2 separate regions of the Anas platyrhynchos genome follow, and region 2 is linked to region 1. A link is a contact called in public Hi-C data. All regions are on one chromosome and are shown on one strand. Each heading gives the region's core, a stretch centred on a gene start, on an enhancer-like site or on the middle of the called end of the contact. The rest is flanking DNA. Distances are from core to core; before and after follow the strand shown. Region 1 holds the start of NRIP1 (nuclear receptor interacting protein 1). Region 2 has its middle 78 kb from the start of NRIP1.

What was found. A called contact is a pair of places that touch in the nucleus more often than the background predicts.
Region 2: a Hi-C map of small yellow follicle shows a contact between it and region 1, with 2.8 times the contacts expected there. The contact joins the enhancer-like site here to the promoter of NRIP1 in region 1. A contact is called at or near these places in 2 of 8 Hi-C or Micro-C datasets (skeletal muscle and small yellow follicle).

The regions. Positions count from the first base shown.
Region 1 is chr1:103,521,193-103,528,650 of IASCAAS_PekinDuck_T2T, forward strand. It overlaps NRIP1 (nuclear receptor interacting protein 1), which reads right to left and starts at 4,690. Exons shown (of 5, transcript XR_005269054.2): 1 at 4,410-4,690.
Region 2 is chr1:103,599,756-103,607,213 of IASCAAS_PekinDuck_T2T, forward strand. No RefSeq gene overlaps it. Among named protein-coding and RNA genes, the nearest start is that of NRIP1, 78 kb to the left of the region's middle. Within about 2 kb of position 3,871, at least 1 of the 8 cell types and tissues checked has an H3K27ac peak or open chromatin away from gene starts, as enhancers often do.

The DNA of each region.
Region 1 (7,458 bases), core at 3,440-5,939:
ACTAAAGAAGTCTTTTCCCTTTCCCTTCCAACACCATTTTCACAATGAGTGTTGGGCAGGTAAAAGAGGTAAGAAGCCAGCAGCTGTGGATTACTTACAGATCACTGTAAAAAGAATCAGCATCAGAGCAACAGTGTCAGCCTAAGGCCACACGGAACTAAAAGACTGTTTTTCCGCAAGACATGCGTCTTGTACTGTTCAGCACTGAAATTCATTAAGTGCTTTCTTAGGCCACTTAAATGATCTCTTCTTTGTTTTTAAATACAAGGTGCAGTCAAGACTCAAACACTTTACACCCAGCATCTGCCCGATCTGTTATGATCACCTTCTTGCAGCTTTCTTTCTCGAGAGGAAGAAGAATGTGCCTGCCGAGTTATTCTCCCAATGCTCAACTTTTCTACACTAAACCTCTTAGAAACCCACAGCTAACAGAAGACAAGCAGTTTCTGCTTTTAACCTGATTTTGTCTATAAGCAAAATTGTTCTCTGCCAGAGATGGTGATATTTAGAAGTGAAATGTGTGAAAGCAGAACTTCTCTCCAGACAGGTAATTATTAAACAGGAGTAATGAGTTCCAGAAACAATTTCAGTAAGAGACTGCATCCTATTTTGGGCCAAACTCTCCCGATGGCTAGCAACTGCTTCTTCCCCTTCCGCACCACACAGATGTTTACAGGAATATTAGTTTCAGTTCTCCTTCTTTAACCATTTAAGTCAAGTGACATGCAACAGACAGCCAAACAAATTACCACATTAATTCTTCCAAGTGCTATATAGGTCTGGTCACATTTCTCAGTGTACTTGAAATAAATAATCCAGAAACACTAAAATATATGCATTCATCTTTAGCAAGAGAGTTTTCCTTCCCATTTTCCTGGAGGCAAATCTTCCCATTATCAAATTCAAGCAAGTTTATGTGATCACAGATGTCCAGTTAAAATATCACTTGCAAATCTTTGCATATTATTTTCTAATTCAGTATTTTCAAATGCAACTATCAAAACCCGACCACCATCATATCCAGAAGATAAGTCACACACACTTGTTAAATATGTTCCTCACATGTGCTGTGGGCAGACCAATACAGCTAGTCACTGCTCTTATCATGTTGGCCTGTTCGCAGGAAGAGAGAGCAAACCACAAACGCTATTACTGTTACCCTTCTTTCTTTGGTTTAGGGCTATTCAGACAGATTGTCAAGTTTGTATTTTTAATAGTTTTATCCATTTGCGCATATTCTCTTGTACATCTTCCTCCCGTTCAGACTTCACTCCCTACCTGCATTATCTTTCCACTTGCCTGTCATTAAGCTCCTGCTGAGCAGTAATGATTTATATTTCAAAATCCACACTTCTTGTCCCAAAAGAGCATTTAGCCCTTTTTCCCATCCATGGGATGTGCATCCTGTTTGTCCCATCTACCACCTGTAACCCAGCCATGCACCCCACACATCACGGAGACCCAAGGGCACCAGGCAGCCACCACCCCACCGCTCTTGGGGCCAGTGCCCCCACATCAGGTGCTTGGCTAGAAAGCCCACAGTCTTCCCTGTCTCCCTTCTGGAAACCCCGTACATTCACATGCAGGAATAAAAATGCAAGCCATTTTGGTTCTGAGGTTCAGGCTGGTTCATAGGAGCTATTCTAAAATTAACAAAATATTACAGTCTTCAAGTCTTCCCCTGCAGTGAGGCATCAAGCATTACCGTTGAGCAAGACAGCTGACTGTGGGAAATGCAACTCCCCAGCTTTGCCTTGGGCAAGTTTATACATGTGCTCGGCACAATGCAAAACGGAGTTTATCTTTTAGTATACCAATGTGCTGCACTGTCACTGGTAAAATTAACAGTGCACTCAGTGCTAACAATAATACAGGTGGCATTACAGAAACCTTATGTCAGTGTTCAAATACAGGAGGAAAAAAAAAAGTTCTCTCTGAAAAGTCAAAATAAAGCTTTAAAGCAAGCCTTGGTCAATTATTTTAAACTAATCCCATGTTAAATAAAAACTACCAGCACATATGATCATCAAGTTAATCTGTGTTTGAGTCCTATAACCTTTACCGAATCAGTTTAAGAAATATATGCATCTTGGATGTCTTTTACATAACAGCAGTCATCCTAAACACAACTGACTATCAAATGCTGGAGGTGACACAGCCAACATTTAAAGCACATGCTTTTTAAGCTTACAATATAAAAACATCTGTTCGCTTCTTTATCAACATAGTCTCTATGATCATAATAAGTTTTTGTTATTTTTACCCACCAGTTTTGTTTAGCATTATCTATCACTTTAGAAGAAGAAACAATTGCAGAGAGAAAAGAGGAAGAACATATTCTCATCTGTTTATATATATATATATATATTATTATTATTTTTTACCCCAAGACTACTAGGGGAGAAAAAGAAACACAACACAACAGTCAAGTTTAGATATTTAAAAAACATCCACCCTGCATGATTTGGCATTTGACAGCATCTTACATTGTGTGCATACACAATATAGAAAAATCTTAAAGCCACTGACAGACCTCCCTCATCAGATAACTCAGAACTGCACGCCAGTCAAACAGGAGGTCAATTTTCACCCCAGCCTAAAACATGCAGTCACTACTTGTTACTTCTTCCTTCCTGCTCAACAAAATGTATACCTGTGTATGTGTGCATGTATATACACACACATACATATATATACACACACATACCTGCATACACACAAACAATGCATTTAACATGCATTTAACTCATAAAAAACTGACCGTCTTGCCTCATAGACTATCCCTGGCCATACAAACGTTGATAAAATAACAAGAGAGCCCTTCTCAACCACAAGTTTGGGAAGACAAATGCCCCAGACAGCAGAAGTCACAGATCTGCCCAAGCACAGCCCTGAACGAGAACTTTTGCTCTCCGAGACGTCCGCTCTGGTCGCCCGTACAACAACAATTACTCAGATGCCATTAGATCAGATTTAAACCACAAAATACTCCCAGCTCAGAAAGCCTGTGTCATACGGCTTCTTAATGTGTCACTTTCTAGCGTGTTCAGCCAGGCCCACAAGCAACGCTTCAGGTTGGACTATTAAAGGTTTCCAGCTCTCGCTCAGGGATACTCCACCTTTCCTCCCTATGGCTCTTTGTAGGCTAGATCTGCACGCTTTTTTAAGTAAAGCTCTGTAACATCTCTAAACATTTATCGTGCCATGACTCAGTTAAATTCTGATCAGCCAAGGAGCTCCCAGGCACCGCAGGCAGGTCCCCCTAGACGAAACGCAGAGCGGTACGGTCTCCAGACTACAGAAAGACCATGCAAAAGGGGCCAACTTCCACTTCAGCTCTCCTAACACCAGCACGCTGCCAAAGCCAGACATTCCCCCGTTTTCTCCACACTTTCAACACGCGTCAGGCATTTCAGCTCGAGTCTCCTTTCAGTTAAAACGCTGTGGATCGGAATCCACGAGAAGACAAGCAAGGCACAAAGCGGGTGCAGCAGGGGCACGGCGCTGCCCCTCGTTTTGCCCACGCTCTGCCCCCGCGTCTCCTCGGGCTCCCCTCTGCTCCCAGTTAATCACCGAGCGGCACTCGCACAGCACGGCCGCCTCCAGCACCTTCCGCAGGGAGACGGCGCGGGGGGGGGGGGGGGAGGCAGAAATCACCTTTAAAGGGCTTCGGGGACAGGAAAACACGCCAGGAAAAGTAACCTTTAGTCTAGAAGGGAAACAGCGACGTCCCCGCGGGGCCGGCGCGGCGGCGATGAGGCGGCATCTGCGGGGGCACCCGCGGCCGCCCCGACCGGCGGCCAGGGGAAAGGGGGCGGGGGGCGCCCGCAGGTGGGGCTGGGACCGAGAGGGAGGGAGGGAGAAAGGGAGGGAGAAAGGGAGGCAGCAGCCGGCCTCGGCGCTGCCCCGGGCGGAGCTTCGCCGACCCTGGCCTCGACCCCGGAGGTCTCCCCCCAGCCAGCGCTCGGGCTGTAAAAGCCGGGGTCCCCCCCTCGCTCCCACGCCGCCCCCAAGCCCCCCAAACTTCCAGCTGGCCCCGTACGGGGGGGTCCCCCCCCGGAAGCCGTCCCCGCCGCGGCCACCCCTCGCCGGGCTCACCCCGGCATTGTTCGCTCCCCGCCGCCGCCCGGCAGCGCTGCACGGACAGACACGCGGACGGACGGACAGACAGACGGACGGACGGACACCAGCACCCTCCCCCCTTGCACACGCAGCGCCTCCCGCCCCGCGGCGGCTCCTCCCGAGCGCTGCCCGCCGGCCTCCCCCCCCCCGCCTCCGCCGCACGGCCGCGGCTCCCGGCCTCCCCCAGCGCCCAGCCCGGCTCCGCGGGGACCCCGAGCCGGGGACGGCGCCGAGCCGAGCCCAGCCGAGCCGCGCCGCCCCGCTGCCCCCCGACCCCCCGCACGTACGCGGCGAGCCGAGCCCGGCGCGGCGCCGCTCCCCTGCGCGGTTCGGGGCCCTGCTGCAATGCCTGCGAGGCTGACTTTCAAAGCCTAACCCGCAGCCGCGATCCTCCCCGCCTTCCACCTCGCCCGGCGCGGCGCAGCCCGGCTCCTCCTCCTCCTCCTCCCCCCTCCCGCGCCATTCATCTCTTCAGCCAAGTTTCTTAACCCTTCTCTCACCCCGCCCGCGGCCGGCACGGAGGGAGGCCGGCAGGGATGGAGGCTGCCCCCCCGCCCTGCCCTGCCCTGCCCGGCCCTGCCCTGCCCGGCCCCGCAGCCCCCGGCCGCCACCGTGGGAGCGGGGAGTATCGGGGAAGGGGCTTCCCGCGGTTACCGCTTCTTGCCGGCTCAGCGCGGGCATTTTCCACCTTTCCTCCCAAAAGCATCAGCTGGAAACTTTGTTTTTTCTTTTTTTTTTTTTTTTCTTTTTTTTTTCTTTCTTCTTCCCAACCTCCCGCCCCCCCCCCTCGCTCGGAGCCTCCCGCGGCCCGCCCGGCACCTGCGGCGGCGGCTCCCGGACGAGCCGGGGGCGGAGCGGGCCCGGCCTCCCCCCCCCCCCCCGCCGGGCTCCGAGCCTCCCCCGGCCGCCCCCCCGCGGCCCTGCCCTCGCGGCCTGCGGCGCCCCGAGCGCGGCCTCTCCTGCTCCGGCCGGGGGGGGGGGGGCTCGGCTGGGGGCCGGGATGTGCCACGGGGGAGGCAGCAGCTGCCCGCACCCCCCCCCCCAGAAAAAAGGGCGGATTTGGGGAGCCGGGGCTGGTGGCCCCGTGTCAGTAACCAAGGAACGGGCGGCACGGGACAGAGGCTCCGAGCAGAGGCGGCCTCCATCTTGGTGGGTGGCAGCCACGGCGGCCTGGAGGCAGCCTCAGCTGGGGGGGCTGCACCGGGGCTGCTCTGCCGCCGGGCTCCGTGCCCGCCGAGGAGGGGTGGGAGAGCCCCGAGACACGCAGCCGGCTTGGCTGCTGAGGCTAGACTGCAAAAAAAGTGCGTGACCCCAGCCACATCACCCATGTGCCTCCGCAGTGCCCGTGTTTAGAACAAGCCTCGACGCTTGGCGTGTTGTTTGACATGGAGACACATCACGATACTTTGTTTCTCTTAGAAGTTGAAGACTGGAAAAGGAGAAGCAAATTTGTTTACGAATCGGCTATGAACTGTGCGATAGTATCTGTGTCAACATATGCCAGTATTTTAGTTCTAAAACTAACATAAAATAATTACAAGTGGTACACTCAAACATCTTTTCAGGAAAAAATAAATAAATAAATAAAAATACCGTTAAAGAATGTATGAATTTCCACTTTAAAGAAAGCAAAAGGGAGTCGTGCTTGTGAAAAGCCAAGTGCTTTAGCTTACAGATATCATGACTGAAAGTAGATGTAGGAATGTGAAGCAAAACCTCTTTTGCTTTGGAATGCACGGATTGTGTACAGGCTTACAGCGGAGCGAGTAATGCACTACTTGACCTATTTTTTGTAAGCCAATGAAAGATTTAGGTTAACTTCATCATCATGTGTTTTTAACCACTTTTTTCCAGAAAAGCAGCAGCATTTTCTAAAGCTGCTGCGTGTCACATTATATATACATGACAGTCTCTTTTTCTTTGAGGGAATGTCTCACAACATAGCCCGATCGTGCTTCCGGTAAAACAATGAGTTTTGCTCTTCATTTCCATAGTAGCATCATTAGCACATTCTCATAGTAAATAAATGATCTTTAATTTTTCTTTTTTTTTTTTTTTATTTGAATTGTCTAGGAGAAAGGAAATATTCTCATTACTGCAGCAGTTTAGCTGCTATTTCAATCAAGAATGTCTGTAGTAGAGACCTCTTTCATTCTTAACCTTAGGGAATTTATTGTGTAGACGAGAGACCTACAAAACGAGGAATCTTGAACAGGCAATGGAAAAAATCTTCATGAAATACTTGTTAAAATGCGTTTTGTTAGATAAAATATAGTTGGCTGAGGAAACAAGTTCTATATGATACAATCAACTGAGATTGTATCAAACAATGCTATATATTGATTTAGCAGATTATTTCCAACCCTTAATATTCATATCACACCAAATTTTGCCCATTACAGTTACCCAAAGTATGAGAATCAAAACAAGTTAGGAAATAAATTTTCTGTACAAGTGAAGAAAATACTGCAGCACACAATGCTTCTCTCAAGAAGTATCAAAGTGCTGATGTGTATTTGTTGGCTCTTTCTCTGTAGTCTTCAACCAAACTTTAATGCACACTCACTCTCCAAGCATAAAAGATGCACGTCTACCAATGCACCTACCTATCCACTACCTGGGGGTGGTGCCTATAACTTCTCTTCGCTATAGACGTCACAGAAGGAGACATCCTTTCAATTCTTCAAGGGAAATTCTTTATTATAAGATCATCTATAAATTGAAGGCCAATTATGACAGGAAAACATACTGGGTTTGGATTGGTCTTGGAATAATTTTATATTTATAGGGTTTATGTTAGAAATCAATCCTAGAATTGCAAGCCTGTAGCTCTCTCACCATGTTTTTTTTAGTCATAAATTCACATTTGGTAATAACAGTGAACCAATTATTTTTATATTTATAAATATATGTAATAATACACATACATGTGCACTCGCACACACTTTACAGTTGCTAACCATCAATCAATCTCAAGACAGAAAGCCATGCTTTTGATCTACTAGGAATTCTGGCAAAATCAAAATGCAATTGTAATTATTACATTCTTGCAGTTCTAAAATCAATCCTTGTGACTGTTTTAAAAATTGTTAAATAAAAATGTTGACTTACCCCCAAATTTTCCTTTGATTGCCTTGGTGGCTACAATAACGCATTTAAAATGATGAACAACATTACAGTTCCAGTAATGAAACATTGTCTTTATCTTATCTTGCTAAAAATAAAGCATAGGTCTGTGCCATGCAGTAACAAGAAATATATTATTTTCAAAAAGAAAATAAAAATGCTATTACATGATTCCCAAACATTTTTATGCTAATGCTAATTATATAATCT
Region 2 (7,458 bases), core at 2,621-5,120, 78 kb after region 1:
GTATAATTGAATTTAATCCAATTTCAATTACTCCATTTGTCATTTATTTCTTTCCATGTGATATCCTAATAGTCCTCTATATTAACACTACCTCGACGTTAACATTGTGATCAGCACATTTCATTTGTGCATTCCTATCATTGTGCCAATACCCTTAAAGAAAGATTGGTTGGTTTCAAGACTTTTCCTTGCACCATTTTCCAGCATCCTCACACTTCCCAAATGCTATTTAGGAAGATCCTTAACTATATACAAAATGTTTCTCCTAACACTAGCTTTATTTATTTTAATTTATTGTATGGCAACATATGAAATTCATCATTAAAATCTACATAGATTAGTTTTATTGTATTTTACTTGTCTAAGTATCTACTCAATTCATCAGAGAGATGTCAGAGTTGCTTCACATGACCTGCATTTGGGACATCAATTTTCCTCCCCTACTTGTAATTACTTTCATGTCCCTCTACTTCTAAGACAAAAACAAACAAACAAACAAAACATCAAACCTGGCAAATTGTTGAGGTAATAATAATGCATCTAATTCTGTAGTACTGTCAACAACTCATTAGATTTATTTTTAAGAAGTCTTACTAGATGAGTTATTCCCTGTGCTTGATTTTTCTTCAGCATCTGGCATTTTTCACAACTCTATGTGGTTTTAAAGTAGCTTTTGGTCTCTGCAGAGCTGTTCTGACCAAAGAAACTCTGCAAAAGTTTTTTACCACTTTGCAAAGAACAAACGTGTATCGTGTTAATATAGGCTGCATCTGTTTTCCTCTCAGTTTCCTAATTCTTCTGTTTTATTGGTCTAGGATATACTGGCTTTAGTGTGACGGTACTATACATGTAAACTTCCTAAGCGTTGTCCAGGGTTAATTATCCTGTATGTGGATTCCTGCATTTTTCTGAAGAAAACATTCCTAGTTTAAATACCTCCAAGTGTACTGTCATTTTGGGGAACACTTTCCCCAGCAGGACATTCAGTTTGCAGATGACCATCACCAGAAAGTCTTGGGGCCCGATGGAAAAATTACACTGAGCGTCTAAGTAAACAAAAGGCACTCCCAACCTCCTGCAAGGTCAACAGAGTTTTAATTACAAAATGGAAGAGGTGAATCAGTTGGGTGTCACTTGACCGGGGAATATTCTGAGTGACTGAATCTATGTCACACGAGGTGACAACAGGTAATAGGTGTGAAGTGCCCTGGCAGCTGGGAGACATTTCCTACAGGAGCAGATTAGTGACCAAACAGCTAAATGGGTCACGGAATGAAGGGTGATGGACTGGAGGGCAAATGGAGAGCAAGGATAATCTGCGGGTCTTTTGCTAGGAATAGGATATGAACCATGCCAATTGCATCACCAGTGCATTGAAGTGTGATACTCACTTCCTGAATAAACTTCCTGAAGTTGTTTCCTTTTAAATGGAAATTGTTGAGATTTCTTAAACTAACACACTTTGAAAAAGCTTCTTAGGATGTCTCCCCCCTATTTTTCCTACGTTAAAGATTGTATTCTTGGCATCTTTTGGGGAAATACATCTTTAGATCATACTGCGCATTCAGAAGTTGTGGAATTTTTGTTTTTATTGAATGTAACCACTATTTAGGTAATAGAAATCGGGGAACTTGAAGAGAAATGCAAAAGTGGATCTTTTTGTTAAAAAGCATCCATTAAAGCAATATAAAAAACTACCAGTTAGGTCAACTTTGAATGCTGTGTTGTGCAAATAACTCTCTGAGGTCAAAGTATTTTTGCAAAATCCACACACACACAGTGATCTTGGTCACAATGCAAATGCCTGTCTTAGGTTTAAAAAATGATCATTCTTTTAGACAAGCATCACTGCGTGTCCCAGCTGTATGATGTGGGACTGAATGCATGTTTTAATTTTCACACGACTGAAGCCTTCATGAGGTACCTTTGGAACAGCAGAGGTGTCCATTGAGTTTTTCCTGTCTATCAGGAAGCATGAGGCATTGCATAAGATCTAGCCTGAGATCCATTGCAAGGCATAAAGTCCTCATCCTTCCTTTTCCAGTTGCCACCTACTAGTGACATCTCAGAGCAGTGCTAGTGTCTAGACTTCCTCCCTATTCCTTTCCCATGTGAGCATATATACCCTATCCTGGCCTGAGAGGTGCAGTTTTCCTACTACCATGCTGGCTTCTGAACTGAACCTACAATAAGCGAGCAACAGATGAGAAAACATTTTATTTACTTACCCATAAGGGGTAGATATGCCGTGATATATCAGAGAGATGTCACAAAATGTCATATTCCTGGTCATTCCACTGTGCTATAACCTCTGCCTATTCCCTGATTGCGTCAGGCACATGGATATAACTAGTCAGAAACACCAAAAGTCTGAAGCCTCTGGACCATGAGATTCTACAGAGGTGCTGTAGTGCTATGCCAGAGGAACACATTAGATACTCACAGAAAGCTGGAGCTAGCTGTGTGAGCCCTGCTTAATGCCCGGGATGGGGCAGAATTTCATCTGCTCCAGGTGTGCTGATGGCTCAGGTGGCTGAAATGGCTACCCTTAGGTTGGCAAGGGGTTGCTGCCTGTCCTTTGTCCCCTTGCAGCACCAGGACTGCCAGGAAGGGGAGATGCACAGTCTGGTGAGTGCTCTGCAGTGCAGAATCCACTTCCCTGGCTCCTGTTGGTATGTGCCCTTATTTAGTGTGTAATTGTAAGCGTGCTCTCACCAACCTCCACACAGGGGATGGTTTACTTCAAACAGAGTGTTGCTCTCCCTTGCATCCAGGCAGATTTTGGAAAGGAAGTCTCTGTTGTGTAAGTTATTATCCAGATGCCAACAAGGAGACAGAAGAAATGAGCCACCAACAGAAGCGTAACACAGACACACAAGGCCATCTCTTACATAAACCTTTCCAATGACAAACCCTTTCCTACACCATTACTGGACAGTGTTTATATTCCAGCCTTGGAAAATAAATCTTGTGTCAAGAAATAGGAAATAGTTTAACACTTTAGTAGTGCTATCATAATGAATTAATTTGATATTCATGGGAATACCACATGTGCTTTCATAGGTGTTCTACTACCATTTCACTTTCACTAATGGGCACTTAAGTCGTACTGATTTTTCCCCAAAGCCACATAATGATCTATAATATTCCTGAATAATTGCACGTTAAGTGGAAGTTAACAGGGTTGACTACTCCCAGAAATATGTCAAAATATTTTTACTATTTTAAGTAGTAATTTGAATATTAACAAGATCTACCAATACTTTTAAATATGCAGAAAAGTTTTAAAAATGAAAGTTCTGGAATATCTTTTGAAGGTTAAAAAGCCCTCAAATGTTTTTTGCTGAATAATTTTTGTAGCCATCTGTAGAGTAGAAGAATTGCTAAATTGTGTTAAAGAGAAAAAAAAAAAAAAAAAAAAAAAAGAAGAGAAAATCATGCATGAGCTCAAGTGGTCCAAAAAAAATTAATTATTTAATAGTAGCTAACACTTCACAGCCTTGTTTATACCACTGCTTGAAAATAAATCTTGGTTGCAGGCATTTTAAAAGCAGGATGGCATATGCACTTTATGGGGAAAAATAATTTAGAAAATCAGTCTCCTTTCCTAACGGATAAACTTTGCTGCATTTCTCCATAGCAGTTAGGCTAGAGAGATAGCCTTGTATCTACAGGTTGGTTCTATTGCAGGTCTAGAGTGAGTGCCTCTTGCAAGGAGGTGGTGGTGTGCAAGAAGGCTCCAGCTTTCTATGCAAAGCATGTAATGAGGCAGCTTGGAGCTGGACCCTGATGCAGTGTAGGGCAGACTCCCTCCACAGAGCAGCCACCAGCAGCTTGATCCTCTTTTGGGGACCACATATGAAATACCAGATGGGGGAACGTCCACTGCACAGGCTCTGCCCAGGATCTCACAGAAACACCTCTTGGAGTGGCCATGTGTAGAAGCAAGCATACCTGGAGTGCCCAAGAGGGGCTCCATGGGGCATGTGTGGTGTGTCCCACCTGCTTTTGGGTGCAGCAAAGCAGTGAGCAGGGGTGAGGCATGGGTGGAGAGGTTGTGTTGTGAGAGGCAGATGGAAATGATCTTATGTGAGGCAAATTGCAGCAGGTACGTTTTGCCCTCGGGCAGGAGCTTTGCTTCTACTTACCCCTTGCACACTGGTCAAAGTGGTGTCACCAGGGAGAGCACAGAGAAGCTGCCGTAGCTCTGTCCTTGAGTGAACCCCAAGTGCTTGATCAGACTTTGAGCATGAATGAGTCGAGAGTCACCCTGTCGTGCTCACATTAATGAAAAGGGGGAGGTCCAGGAACAGGACAGGGTAGAAGAAGTGGAGCAGGACATCTGTGTCCTCAGGAGGTTCCTGTGGTTCCAGAAGGAACCACTAAAGTATGCAAGACTCCTTTAATTAAAGGATTTACTTGCAGTCCCAGAAATTAAATTATAAGCTTTGTTGTGCCTGATTGGGTGGCTGCTCTTCAGTCACAGCACATACTCTTGAATGTACAGAGAAATTTCTAAGTGCAAATCTCAATACAAACCAAACTGTTGTGGCATTCCAGTAGTAGAATACGAGGCAGTATTTAAGAAACATCTAGTTTTTATCTAATTAAATATTATATGAAATGAGGGCGCAAGCCTTGCTCACACACTTACGAAACAACCATGGCTGCACTGATGGACGGGGAAACGTGCCTGCCAATGCCTGGGGAACGAAGACTTGCACGGTGAGGCACGCGAGGCCAGCAGGTGAGGAGGCTGGGAGAGCTCTGTGTGTCGCTGAGCTTCCTGGCTGGCAGAGGATGTGGAGCAGACGGCATCATCACAAAGCACACCGCAACCCTCAAGGGCTCGGCGTGATCAAAGGGGAGCGCTGCAGGAGGCTGACAGTTATTCCGGCGGTTGCCTTGCATTTCCTTCTGCATTGCATTAACTTTGGATCCAGGCAAGCAGCAGCTCTTCCCTCCTACAACATCCTTTATGATACAAATGCTGCCTCCCTTCTGAAGCACAGCATTTAAAATGTATGCATCCAATCCACCCCATCTGACAAACTCACATCTCCTTCTTCCTCTCCTGGAGCGCTCTGGACCTCAAAGTATATTTACTCTCCAGAAGGCTAATTAACCCCTTCCTGCTTATAGCCATGTTTTGGAGGAAACTCCAAGTTTGAGACATCAGTGGTTATGAGTGAGAAATGTTTTCAAGTAGAAGTTCCCTACCAGCTCTAATTCAAAGCCTACATTGCAACCAAACCTGTGCAGGCGCATTCAGAGGGAGTCTTGTAAGTAGCTGATATAATCAAACAGCATAACATACATATCCCCCGAAAAACGGAAAGGTACAACTCTGAGCCGGGATCTATGTTGGATTTTGCCCCACTCTCCCAGCAGAGGCCACAGGGTGGGCTGGGTACACTGCAGTTCCTGCTGTGTGAATTAAAGGCTGGCAAATCAAACTGACATGAGTGGCAGCTTAAGTTGACCTGCTGGGTTATGAACTCTGGTGGTGGAGGTGCAGACATGATTACTGTTCACCTGTGCTAGCTAGTGATGGTGGCAGTAGTCTCTGGTCCAGGGCCAGGGCAAGGCACTGATAACCCTTCCAGCCATCCTTGTTACATCTGGCTGTTACAGTCTGAGATTAAGAGTCCTGACCTTTTTTTTTTTTTTTTTTTTTTTTTTGTATCACTTCTCAAAATAAAACTAAATTGTTAGTAAAGCAACTGCCATTTGCAGTATCTTTGCAAAATGTCCTTGAGTGATGGTCCTCCTTGGAGGCAAGTTCCGTTAAGCCAAATAACTATAATTGAACTCATGGCCATTAAGGAATTGGTTATTGCATTCCTAATATTTCAAAACATTTCTTAATCTTTGAGGCTGCACCTAGGCTGGTAAGTTCTGTTCTTCTGCATATTGTTTGCTCCTCTGAAGCAAGGTGTCACTGAAGTTTCTGAAGATCCAGTATGTTTCTCTGGATATGAAATACGGATGCAATACACATTTTGTTTTTATGGACTTGGTACGTGAAGTACTGCTCTATTTAAGCAACTTTTTAAAGCTTCATACTCCAACCCCATTTACCCATGGCACTACAGGTCTGTGTTCTATGAATGGGCAAACTAGTTCTTAACTGTACACTGGAGCCTTTGCATTATTCTTCGAAGTAACACTTAGTCCTGTGAGCAGCACTTGGTGAAGATATTTCAGTGAGGAGTTACTTTTTTTTTTTTTTTTTTTCCCATCTTGTGTTTTGCTGTTGCAACATCAGGAATAGATTGCACTTTTACAATTAATTTTTACAATTACGGGAGCAATTCCCCATGTACATGGGTGCATGTTCAGGTTAGATCTGGGAACCCAATCCCTGCTTTCCATGAGAAGGAAATCCAGTTATATGGCTTGCATGGAAGTTGCTATAGCATGAAAGCACACAGTCTGGGCAACTGGGGGACAGGAGGCCTGTGCAGAAATCAGAGGGAGCCTATGTGCTCGTGCCTGCCTTCCCAGAGCTACTTTTTACCATGATCCCAAAGAAAGGGCCTTAACTCCGTAGGTCCAGGCAATGCACTGCAGATCTAAATTTCCCTATTTTGTATGCATCAATTTAAACACTAAGTTTAAGCCAGAGGCATTAATGTTGTATAATCAGAGTTCTTAAAATACAAAGAGCTCAAGACACATTGAAAATTTCAATTTTCCACCTAATCAGTGCACTTCTTTCAATTTTACAAACAAGCATATTTAACCACTACTACTTTTGATGACCCGGCGTTATTATTCTTTTGTCAAGTCAACTCTAAACATAGGAGAAGATCCATTAAATTATCTAAAGAGAATATTAGACAAATTTAAATGCAAGTCCAAGTAGAACACCTGTAATTTCTATTTTAAATGAATAATAATGCTATACATTTTCCTATTAAGTTACATTTGCAAAGTTAGCCTGAAGAAACAGTAATAAGTATCTCACAAGAGCAATTCAGTGCTCAGCTGACAAAACAGACAAATGTAGTATTTCCCATTTAACAGCATCCATAAAAGAAATGACCAAATTCTCTGCCACTATAAATCAGCAGTTTTATTGAGTGGAAATGTTCCAGTTTGCATCAGTGGAGTTTCTAGCCATACATCTAGATAATATCTAAAGTAAAGAAAAATACCTAAAATATGTTAAAAGTTAAAATTTGGAGCAGACATGCATGGTTGTATTTGCTTGTGTTTTTTCAAGTCAGTAGCTGAGACATTAATTTTATGTGAATTTGGAAGGAAGCACAAGTGTCAGTGAGAGACCCAAAGCCTAGGTTTTCTAGTCTCTTATCCAGTCCTTGGCATTTGTCAAGAAACCCAGAGGGTTGCTTTACCTTACGTTCACTTTAAATATGGGAAACACACCCTGGTCACAACCCTTTTGCAGACATATCCACCCCCCCTCCTCGCCTGCAGACATCTGAACAGCAG